3 separate regions of the Mus musculus genome follow, and all the other regions are linked to region 1. A link is a contact called in public promoter capture Hi-C data. All regions are on one chromosome and are shown on one strand. Each heading gives the region's core, a stretch centred on a gene start, on an enhancer-like site or on the middle of the called end of the contact. The rest is flanking DNA. Distances are from core to core; before and after follow the strand shown. Region 1 holds the start of 3830406C13Rik (RIKEN cDNA 3830406C13 gene). Region 2 has its middle 120 kb from the start of Gm41097. Region 3 holds the start of Slc4a7 (solute carrier family 4, sodium bicarbonate cotransporter, member 7).

Evidence for each region. Promoter capture Hi-C pulls out the DNA fragments that hold promoters and counts their contacts.
Region 2: a promoter capture Hi-C map of hippocampal neurons shows a contact between it and region 1, with 4 times the contacts expected there. The contact joins the enhancer-like site here to the promoter of 3830406C13Rik in region 1. A contact is called at or near these places in 5 of 39 promoter capture datasets (the 3T3-L1 cell line, frontonasal cranial neural crest, hippocampal neurons and 2 more).
Region 3: a contact with region 1 is called in a promoter capture Hi-C map of cranial neural crest. The contact joins the promoter of Slc4a7 here to the promoter of 3830406C13Rik in region 1.

The regions. Positions count from the first base shown.
Region 1 is chr14:12,282,782-12,285,838 of GRCm38.p6, reverse strand. 3830406C13Rik (RIKEN cDNA 3830406C13 gene) reads right to left here and starts at 1,636. Exons shown (of 5, transcript NM_178141.3): 1 at 1,582-1,636; 2 at 371-454. The coding sequence starts at 423.
Region 2 is chr14:9,328,887-9,331,943 of GRCm38.p6, reverse strand. No RefSeq gene overlaps it. Among named protein-coding and RNA genes, the nearest start is that of Gm41097, 120 kb to the left of the region's middle. Within about 2 kb of position 1,628, at least 20 of the 459 cell types and tissues checked have an H3K27ac peak or open chromatin away from gene starts, as enhancers often do. A contact at or near this core is called in hippocampal neurons, where this site is marked.
Region 3 is chr14:14,701,595-14,704,651 of GRCm38.p6, reverse strand. It overlaps Slc4a7 (solute carrier family 4, sodium bicarbonate cotransporter, member 7), which reads right to left and starts at 1,627. Exons shown (of 26, transcript NM_001360504.1): 1 at 1,372-1,627. The coding sequence starts at 1,419.

The sequences.
Region 1 (3,057 bases), core at 387-2,886:
AGACAGAAGCAGTAAAATCAGGGGTTCAAGAACAGTTTTAGTTGTGAAGAACGTTCAAAACCAGTCTGGGTTACAGGAGACCCTGTCTCAGAACCCTTACAACCACAAAGTTTCTATTAAAATCTAATTTGAACTTTAGAAAGGGTGAAGGAAGGGAACATTTTGATATTAATATATAAAAATAAATAGCTATGTGGATGTTTAGAACATAATTGTGTCGTTTACTCTCATTCTTAAGAGACAATGAAGTTATCTACAATAAAATGTCCTGTCAGAAAATGATACTTTCACATTTTTGTCTTCCTGTGCATGTTTCACTAATAAAGGTAACATACACTCTGTATTTGAAGTATCTTTTTCAAAAACTTACATTTCTTCATGTCTTTTAGAAAGGTGAATTTCTTGAGTAAACAAGGAAGCCATCTTTAATCAAAGCTGGGCTATAAGTTTTCTGCTAAATAATAAAAACATTTAGTTATCTTTACCCATGTGTTCAACTGTGCGATTTGGTTTTAGTACTGAAACAATACATTAATTCTCTCAAAAGAGAAAACTGACAATTTTATGTGTAATGTGAAAGAATGCACTCAAGCACATTTTTATTAATTTTTTTTTTTTTTTTTGCATTTGTCAAATTCACTCAAAACACCATGGATCAGGTAAACTCAAGACGCTTCATATCTGCTACCTCCACCCAAGCTCTAATCTTAAACAGAATTTCAACAAACAAACAGCCGGCACTAAGACTAATGGACATTTTAACAGAAAGAAAAAAAAAAACCTAAAAATTCAACACACACTCATAGACAGAAAGGCAAACACGTCTGAGGACCAACTGGGAACTCATGGTCTTGCCTTTAGCGGAAGACTGCTCAGTGCTACCATGACCCTTCCAAACAGGGGAAGTATTTTTACATGTGTAACTTAGGAAAAAGTCGATTAAGTCTGCCCGCCGCGTTCTAGCAAGTCAGCACTCGCGTTTGGAGACTTCCTATGGCACACTACACCAGGCACCACTCCCCTTGGCTAAAGTACTTGCACAAGTATAGATGGTGGGCTAATGACGTGCTCTGAACGCGCTAGGCTGAGCACACAAGCTAAAGGTGCCCCACCAAAGGGAGACACATCCAACACTGACATTCCGTGAAGGAGACTTCCCTAAACTTTCTGAAATTAAACGCCGCTCGCTCAGGATCGGATGGCGACCGGACGCCCGAGCTCTGGGTGCTCCGCACACTGCACAGGGGCCTGCCCGGCCCTTCAGCAGGCTCCTTCTCCGCCCAGGGCCCACCTCACGCCCGGCTTCCTCGCCTTCCTCCCGGCGAGGTTTGCAGCCGACCAGGGCAGCGTCCAGGCGCCCCTGGAAAGCCACTCCTGCCGCCTCTCTTCCTCTCCTTCGGGAGCAGTTCAAGAAAAACTCTGCCTTTTGAAGCGAGGAAGCGCCCAACGGCCACCCCAAGTCCCGCCTTTCGTCCCAGAAAACTCTGGAAAACCTTTCTGGTCACCTGGCTCCCCTCATTAGCTTCCTCCTCATCCCCCCCTTGCCTCAGGGGCTACGGGCTGTGACCACACTGCGCCCACCTCTGAGCTCTTCCGGGAACGCGCCATGGACGACGCCTGCGCAAGACCTGGGCGTGGTCAGGCAGCCATGTTTGCGTACTTTACGCTCCTGACGTCAGTCAGAGTCCCAGCTACTTGGCTTGGCTTGGCTCTGGCGCGGGTTCGAGCACCTCAGGGAGATGAGACTGTGGAAGATTCCCCAAAAGGGGCCTTAGAAACCTGGAAGAAGATGTGGTGATAGCTCAAGCTTTTAAAAAGTGGTCTCTGCATATGTTATAAAGTCTTCGGGGAGTACAGTTGGCTTCCTCCCTGTAACATATTCCTCCTTTGGAATGTTCCAGTGGGGGGGGGGGGGGGGGAAGGCGTGAGTGTTGTGGGGACTATCCAAAGACTTGTCATTAAGTTTGTTCATCCGAGGCCTGCAGAGCAGCCTCTAGGTCGCACACAGATCAACACAGCAAGTTCACAGCCTTGTGTTGTTTAGCCCACAGCACTCCTCCCATGTGCAGAAGTGTACCCTTACGCTTCATTTTATTCCTTGAAATAACTTTGTGAGCGAGTAGTTCTGTTTATTCTTTGCTTATAGATAGAGATATGGAAGAGTGATAAAGTCTTAACTAAGAGTTGCACAGCTGGTAAAGGGTAAACAGAACACATTTAAGTGAGTTTTTCCTCCTAGGTTACCTACATTAAATGTAGCACCGAATTTAGACACTTTGAACTCAGTGTGTCCTTTATTTTGAAAGCCTCTTTTCTACACACTTAGGTATCTTCACTTCTTTACTTCTAGGGCAAGGTCTCACTATGTAGACCTGGCTAGTCCTTTAAATCACAGGACATACCTCTGCCTCTCTGCCTCTCTGCCTCTCTGCCTCTCCCCCTCTCTGCCTCTCTGCCTCTGGTCCTGGGAGTAAAGGCATGGACTATGATACTTGGCTCTTCCTATCTTATAATGCTACTCTCTCAATAGAGGTATTATTTCATTCTCAGTGTGGGACTTCCCACTTCCCCAGCCACATTTTTTTTTTCCACAACAAAAGAACATTTTGTGTTTTGTAAAGTTCCCTTTAAATTTTGGTATGTGTTTGTGTGTGAGTGTGTGTGTGTGTGTGTGTTGGGATGGTATGCTACAATGTATATAGGTGTCCTCAAAGGGCAGAATAGAGATTTAGATCCCCTTGAGACTCTTTATTTGATTGTTGTGATGAGAACTCTTGTCCTCTGTAAGAACAGCCAGAACTCATAACTGCTGGATCCATCTCTCTCCAGCATCAAGAAAAATATTTTTGACTTTGGTTTCCTATTGTGCATTTTCTAACTGGATGAGTGAAATTTCTCCTGATTTTGAAGCACTGTAACCTGTGCTTGGCAGATCTGTTGTTAAACTGCTTCACACCCTCCCTCTTTAAAAATAGACCCTTGAATGGTTCTGTGTTCTGGGCTCTCCCATGAATAAAATAGCCTTTGCATAGTCACAAAGCATTCTTGTTTGTTTTA
Region 2 (3,057 bases), core at 379-2,878, 3.0 Mb after region 1:
CGCTCCCACCCTCTTTTCTTTCTACACACTGCCTCTTTGATATAATGGATCACAGTGAGAATTTCCTGTTTTTGATCTAGTTAGAAAATGGTCCCATTGCCTCAGTGTTGACGGCAGACAGAGCAGGTGCAGCTGAACTGCCCCAGGCCAGAAACCCTTTGTCTAAAACAAACAAAAAATCTTCTTCTCCCTACTTCCCCACTGAAGTCTGTCCCCTGCCTCTCAACTGGAAAGCTAACCTGCAGGCATCCGCAGCAGGGGGTTGGTTTCTACAAATCACAGCAAAAGGCAAAATTGAGCAAGACCCTCTGTCTGTAGGGCAGGTTTCCCTGTTCCCAATTTATTGGGGATGACATTTCTGATAATGTCCTTATATTAAAACCTCATGTCCATATTTTAATTCTACCAGGATATCACAGTATAGCACATAATAAGAAAGTGCCATCAAGAAGGATTACCAAAAAGATATTGTACAACTTCAGTAGAGAGAAGGAGGGAGGGGGCAAAGGAGGGAGGGAAGGAGGGGACAATTTATAAAGAGATAAACTAACAATTTTTTTGTTCTTTTTGAAGTTGAGTGCTCATCCCATTAAGAGCGAGCAGTGTAGAACATCCTTTTTTTCTTTAAATGGGCTAGATATTAAATCTTTTCTTCTAGTGGATCAGACATCATTATATATCAACCAACTCAGGCACCTGCTGTGCCTGTGGGCCATGTTTGGGGAAACAGACACTGTCTTTTCTACTAAATGATACACTAACACAAGGCACAAAGGAAGGTTTTGTTCAGTCTCTTCTTGTCAAACCATAGGTCACACAACATCCAAGAAGAGCTAATCACAAAAATGACCAGGGGTTGGAGAGCTGGCTCAGGAAGTAAGATTTCTTAGTTAATACTTCAGGTTCAGATCCCAGCATGCATGTCCAGCTCACAACCATTTCTAACTTCAGTTCCAAGGAGTCTAGTGCTCTCTGTTGGAGTCCTTGGGTACTGCATGCATAGCATGCAGGCAAACACACACACATAAATTAAAAGCTTCTGAAAACTATGGCCAGACAGTACTGAAGATCACACAAAGAAATTCTCTGAATATTTTTATGATTGGTTATGAGCAGGAGGAAGAAAGAAACATTGTTTCCTTCCAGCTATATGGTGGTGTTTTTTGTTTTTGTTTTTGTTTTTAAAAACACAGACGACAGAAAAAAAACCTCACGGGTATTCTTATTCTGAGTTTCAGAGATAACAGTGAATTACAGAGAAGTCTTCACTCGGTGCTTTCCATTTTATGCAAGAACTGTCTTTAAGACACCTTGTAAATTTAGGATATTTTAAAATTATTTTTTAAATTTGCATACAAAGTAATGGATTTCACTGTTACACTTACATATCATTATACTGTGTTCTTATCTCTTCTCTCATTACTTTCCCCATGCCCTCCAGGCCCACGATCCTGCTAAGTTGTCCCCTCCTGCCTTCATATCTCACATATCCATTATTAATAAACCACTCGGAAGCTTCTGGTTAAAAGGAGGGAGTAATTCTTTGCACAGCAGAATCTACTTCCCTCTCTTCTCAGTGCTCTGACCCAGCAAAAATTACTGTCAACTATCTGTCCAGCTGAGGGATATCGATTCCCTGGTTGCCATGGCAACACATGAGTTGTCAGGTCTATGTGACTCTTATACTCAGTGCCTCATCTGTTCCTCCTGGTGTTGGATTTTGACACGTTTTAAACCTTAATTAGTTTATTTGATGGGACTTGCACATTTTATTTTTATACTAAGTAGCTATTGAAAACACAGTCATCCAGAGAACGGATCACAGAGGCAGAAATCGGTTTGCTGTCAGGCCAACCAGAGATGACAAGAGCAAGAAGGAAGGGGGAAGCGCAGACTCTCTTCCTGCTCTACAGTTGCTGAGGAAAATCAAAACAGTTTTTGCCATCTGTCACGAAGCATGGTGTGAAAATGATGAAGCTGTTCGTTTTGACGGCTAAGGCACACTCTGCCATGGTGATCAGATCACAATATTACCGCGTCACTGCAGGTTCAGATCAATGTTCGCTAATGCTGTTTTTCCAAGAGAATGCATGTCCATCTTAACTTACTTTCCAGTGAGGATGGCTTCTGAGCAACCCATTAAGAGACATAGTTAAGTGTGGAGGACAGTTCACCTGAGGTGTGCTTAAATGGCGTTGGGGATTGGAGGAGGAAGAAGCAGCCCCATAAAGCCCGGTCACCTGGAGCAACCTAACTGTAGAACAGCGTCTTCAAATATGGTTTACACAGCCCCGTGCTAAAATGGGGTGCAAAGAGCATCTCAGGGAAACCAAAACACACACACAAAAACTGTCTTGAAGTGCCTAAGAAACTGTTTTCCTCTGTTGGCCCCTTGTAGTGATGATGTGGCAGTCATCACAGTGAAACTGCTAAGTGTAGCAGGCAGGAAGGTGATTGGGGCTGAGAAGATCAAAGGGTATACACATGTGGAAAAAATGTCACACTAAAAAATATGTCACACTGAAATCTATTCTTCATTTGTATTAAGTCTTAAAAGAATTAAAGTAAAGGGGGGTAATCATGCCAAGGTCCATCCATGTGCACATACAGGGCCATACAGAAATGTGCATACATGCACACAGGACAAATTTCATTCAGGAATGTCTTTGTTGGGAGCTTAACATGATTTAGCTTTTAATTTGCTACTTGCAAATGCAAACCTTTTAAAATTCTCTGTGTAATAAAATAGATCAGTCACAGAGAACAATTTGCAACACATTTCCAATCATCCATTGTGAACTTTAAAGCAAAATTCAGAGTTCTGGGAAAATGTTAACATACATTTATGACAATATTTTTGACATTCATCATTTAAATGTGTCAACATTTAGAAGATCTCCAACAATTTCCAAACAGTCCACGAAGAATGCTATATAGGTAGGTACTATTCATGCATTATACAATGCATGTTGGATGCTACAAACCCTTGCCCAGAGAAAAAAATACAACAGACTTTAACAGTTTATAAAACAGTAATCATTATGGCTTCCGATTGCA
Region 3 (3,057 bases), core at 378-2,877, 2.4 Mb before region 1:
TGTTTGTCCCCTATCCTGTCCCTTATTGTAGACACACACCCACACCCCTCTGAATGAAGCTTCTATCGGAAAAAAGTGCTTCTACTCTGGACACTACAGAATAAGTTCTCAATAAGCTACTGCACAGAATGCATGCATGGATGGATGGATGGATGGATGGATGAATGGATGGATGGACGGATGAATGGCAATAGCCTTACTGTGTATGACGACTTCTGCCTAAATAGACTGTGATAGAGAATACAACATTTTTACCCAGGTTTATGAAAACTGATACTGTTTACTGTTCAGCTGAAAATGTGCAAATAAGGTTAAGAACAAGCAACAGTGTATTTGACAGATAGTCTTGGAGAAGGTCCTGAAGGTTCATTCAAAGGCCATAAAAAGAATCCTAAGGAGTTTCCAGTACTTCATCACTGTGACCCATCAAACCCATAACCACTACAGAACTTCACAGTCTTAAGACCGAAGTTTTCCTTTATATTTAAAGAGTTTATATTTGAATACTGTGAAGTAATGAATGATCACCGCCCACGGCCTCCACAATAACTTTTAAAGTAACGAGAGGAGGGAGCCTTAAGGAAAATTCTACCAAAAAAAAAAAAAAAAAAAAAAAAAAACCGGCAAAATGTCCTTTTCCTTGTTTTGAAAAGACTGGAAAATTCATCCCTGCAACCTTCCCTCCCATTTCACTGGTCAGAGTAAAAATTGGAAGTAGGAAAATTAGTACCACCACATCCTTTGAGTCAGAGACTCTGAAAGGAGAAAGCAGTTTCTTCTGTAGGGCACATACACGTTCCTGTTTCTAGAGAACGGGCCACTTGTGTGCCCCCCGCCCCCTCCCCCGTTTAAATGAGAGCCCAGTTTCTGCGCGTCCCAAGTCCGCCCTTACTCAGGCTGCTTGCACTGGGAAAGCGGGATCGGCTGGACTGGGGACGCGCGGCGCAGAGCACTGGGGTCTCTCTCGGTCCATTCTCTTTCTATGGAGCCCGGAGGAGGACACTGCACTCACGGTGCTTCTCCTGGGCCTGCGACCCAACACGCCACAGAGCGCCGGCCCCGACGGCCGGTCCCGACTCCGGCCACAGGCTGAAGGCGGCGGCGGCGGCAGGAACAGCAGCCTGGGCTGAAGGACGGCAGCGTCCACGCGGCGGGAGAACACGGCTCCCGGAGCCGCGCGTCTGAGAGCCGGGCACTGCGGCGGCGGACACGCGTCCTCGGGAGAGGCGTCCCCGAGGGCTCGAAGCCGGCCGTCCCCTGCGACCCCCGCCACACAAAGGCGACGGCGGCGCGCGGCCGCCAGCATAGGCCGCCGGCAGCCCCGCCGCGACGCCGCCTTTGTCTGCGGGCCTCGGCCTCCCCGCTCCTTACCCGCGTGAGTAGCGGTCTCATCTGCTCGCCGGCCCCGTCTGCCTCCATGGCCCGCCCCGGAGCTCTGAGAGGCCGCGACCGCAGCAGAGACGGGCACGCGGAGGGAGACCCTGTGCGGAGCGCTGGCCGCCGAGAGCTGGCCCCGGAGTGCGGCGACCGCTGCGAGCGCGGGACGTTCTCCGGGAGAGAGAGGCAACGGCGTGCCGCGAGGACTGAGACGGGCAGAGGACGCGGCGCGGAGGAGGCAGCGGCGCCCGGGCGGGGGCGGGGCGGGGGGCGGGGCTGGGGGGCGGGGGCGGGGGCGGGGGCGGGGCGCGCTCCGGCACGCCCCCCCCGGAGCACGCCCCCTGCCTGTTAGGCACCAGGTCCGGCGTCGAGCGACCGCCTCCAGTGGCTAAGGGGCTTGGAGGTAGGGCGGAGACAAAAGAAGACAGACATTCGTATCAGCCAATCAGCAGCTCGGAAGGGTCTGTCGCCTCCCCCGCCCCCCAGGTCAGTTTCCCGGAGGCCCCGCCCCTCTTTGTAAAGACTTAATTGACCGAGGCTGAGAGTGGAACTCGGTTTTTCGAATCGGAAGTTCTACAGACTTTCGAAGTGGAATGGGGTCATCACCCCATTCAGCTCCTCACCACGTGTTTTACAAGCAGGAGAGAAACAGGACGACGCCAGATTCATTCTCTGCCTCTGCAAGTTTCTCTCCTAGAGGTAACTCTATCGTGGACCCTGTAAAAGAGGGGATACATTTAGCAACTTGCCTAGTGCACTCCCTGCACTGGCCTAGTTCCACAACCTGTCCCACTCTTGGGTCGACCCTATAGGTAGGGTGCTTGTCTACTATCTACCTGGGTGTGGAGGTGATGGTCTCCATCACAAATGGACATTGAAGGATTAAATACATTTCTGTCCCTCTGTGAAGGTGTGTCACTTGTGGTGTGCTTATCACTATTGTTAACAGGTTGTTGATAAAGACAATAAAAGAGCCGGGCAGTGGTGCCGCACGCCTTTAATCCCAGCACTTGGGAGGCAGAGGCAGGAGGATTTCTGAGTTCTAGGCTAGCCTGGTCTACAGAGTGAGTTCCAGAACAGCCAGGGCTACACAGAGAAACCCTGTCTCAAGAAAAAAAAAAAAAAAAAGACAATAAAAGGTTGAGCTGAGAAAATCTAAATTCGATTATGAAAGGAAATACTTATCATCAGGTCAAGACTCATCCCTAACCCATTATCAATAAATAGCAAAGTGTACTGGGTACTGCTTTGGGTCCCAGACCCCTCCTGGCTTTGTTCTAAATTTCCCAGAGAGGTACAGGGCAGGCTCACACACGACTGTCCAAGAACAGGTGTGCTTCCATTAATAACAGCTACCATTTGAAAAGATCTAGAATTACAGACAGTGACATTTTGCAAATATGGCCCCTCTTTAATCCACACAATACTATAAAGTATATTTGTGTGTGATTTGACTGTGTCCCCTAAAAAACTGTATTGGAAACTTAATCCCCAATGCAATGGTGTTGGGTATTTAGGACACAAGGCCTTTAGGAGTTCATGAGCACATTATAAACCATGGGTCTGGAACTGCAAAGGTGTCCCTTGCTCTCTCACAAATGTCCATCAGACCTTCTGCTCTCAGATTCGGGTAGACAGGAAGAAGTCTCTCTCATGAAATGCAGTCCTCCCACCATCTTC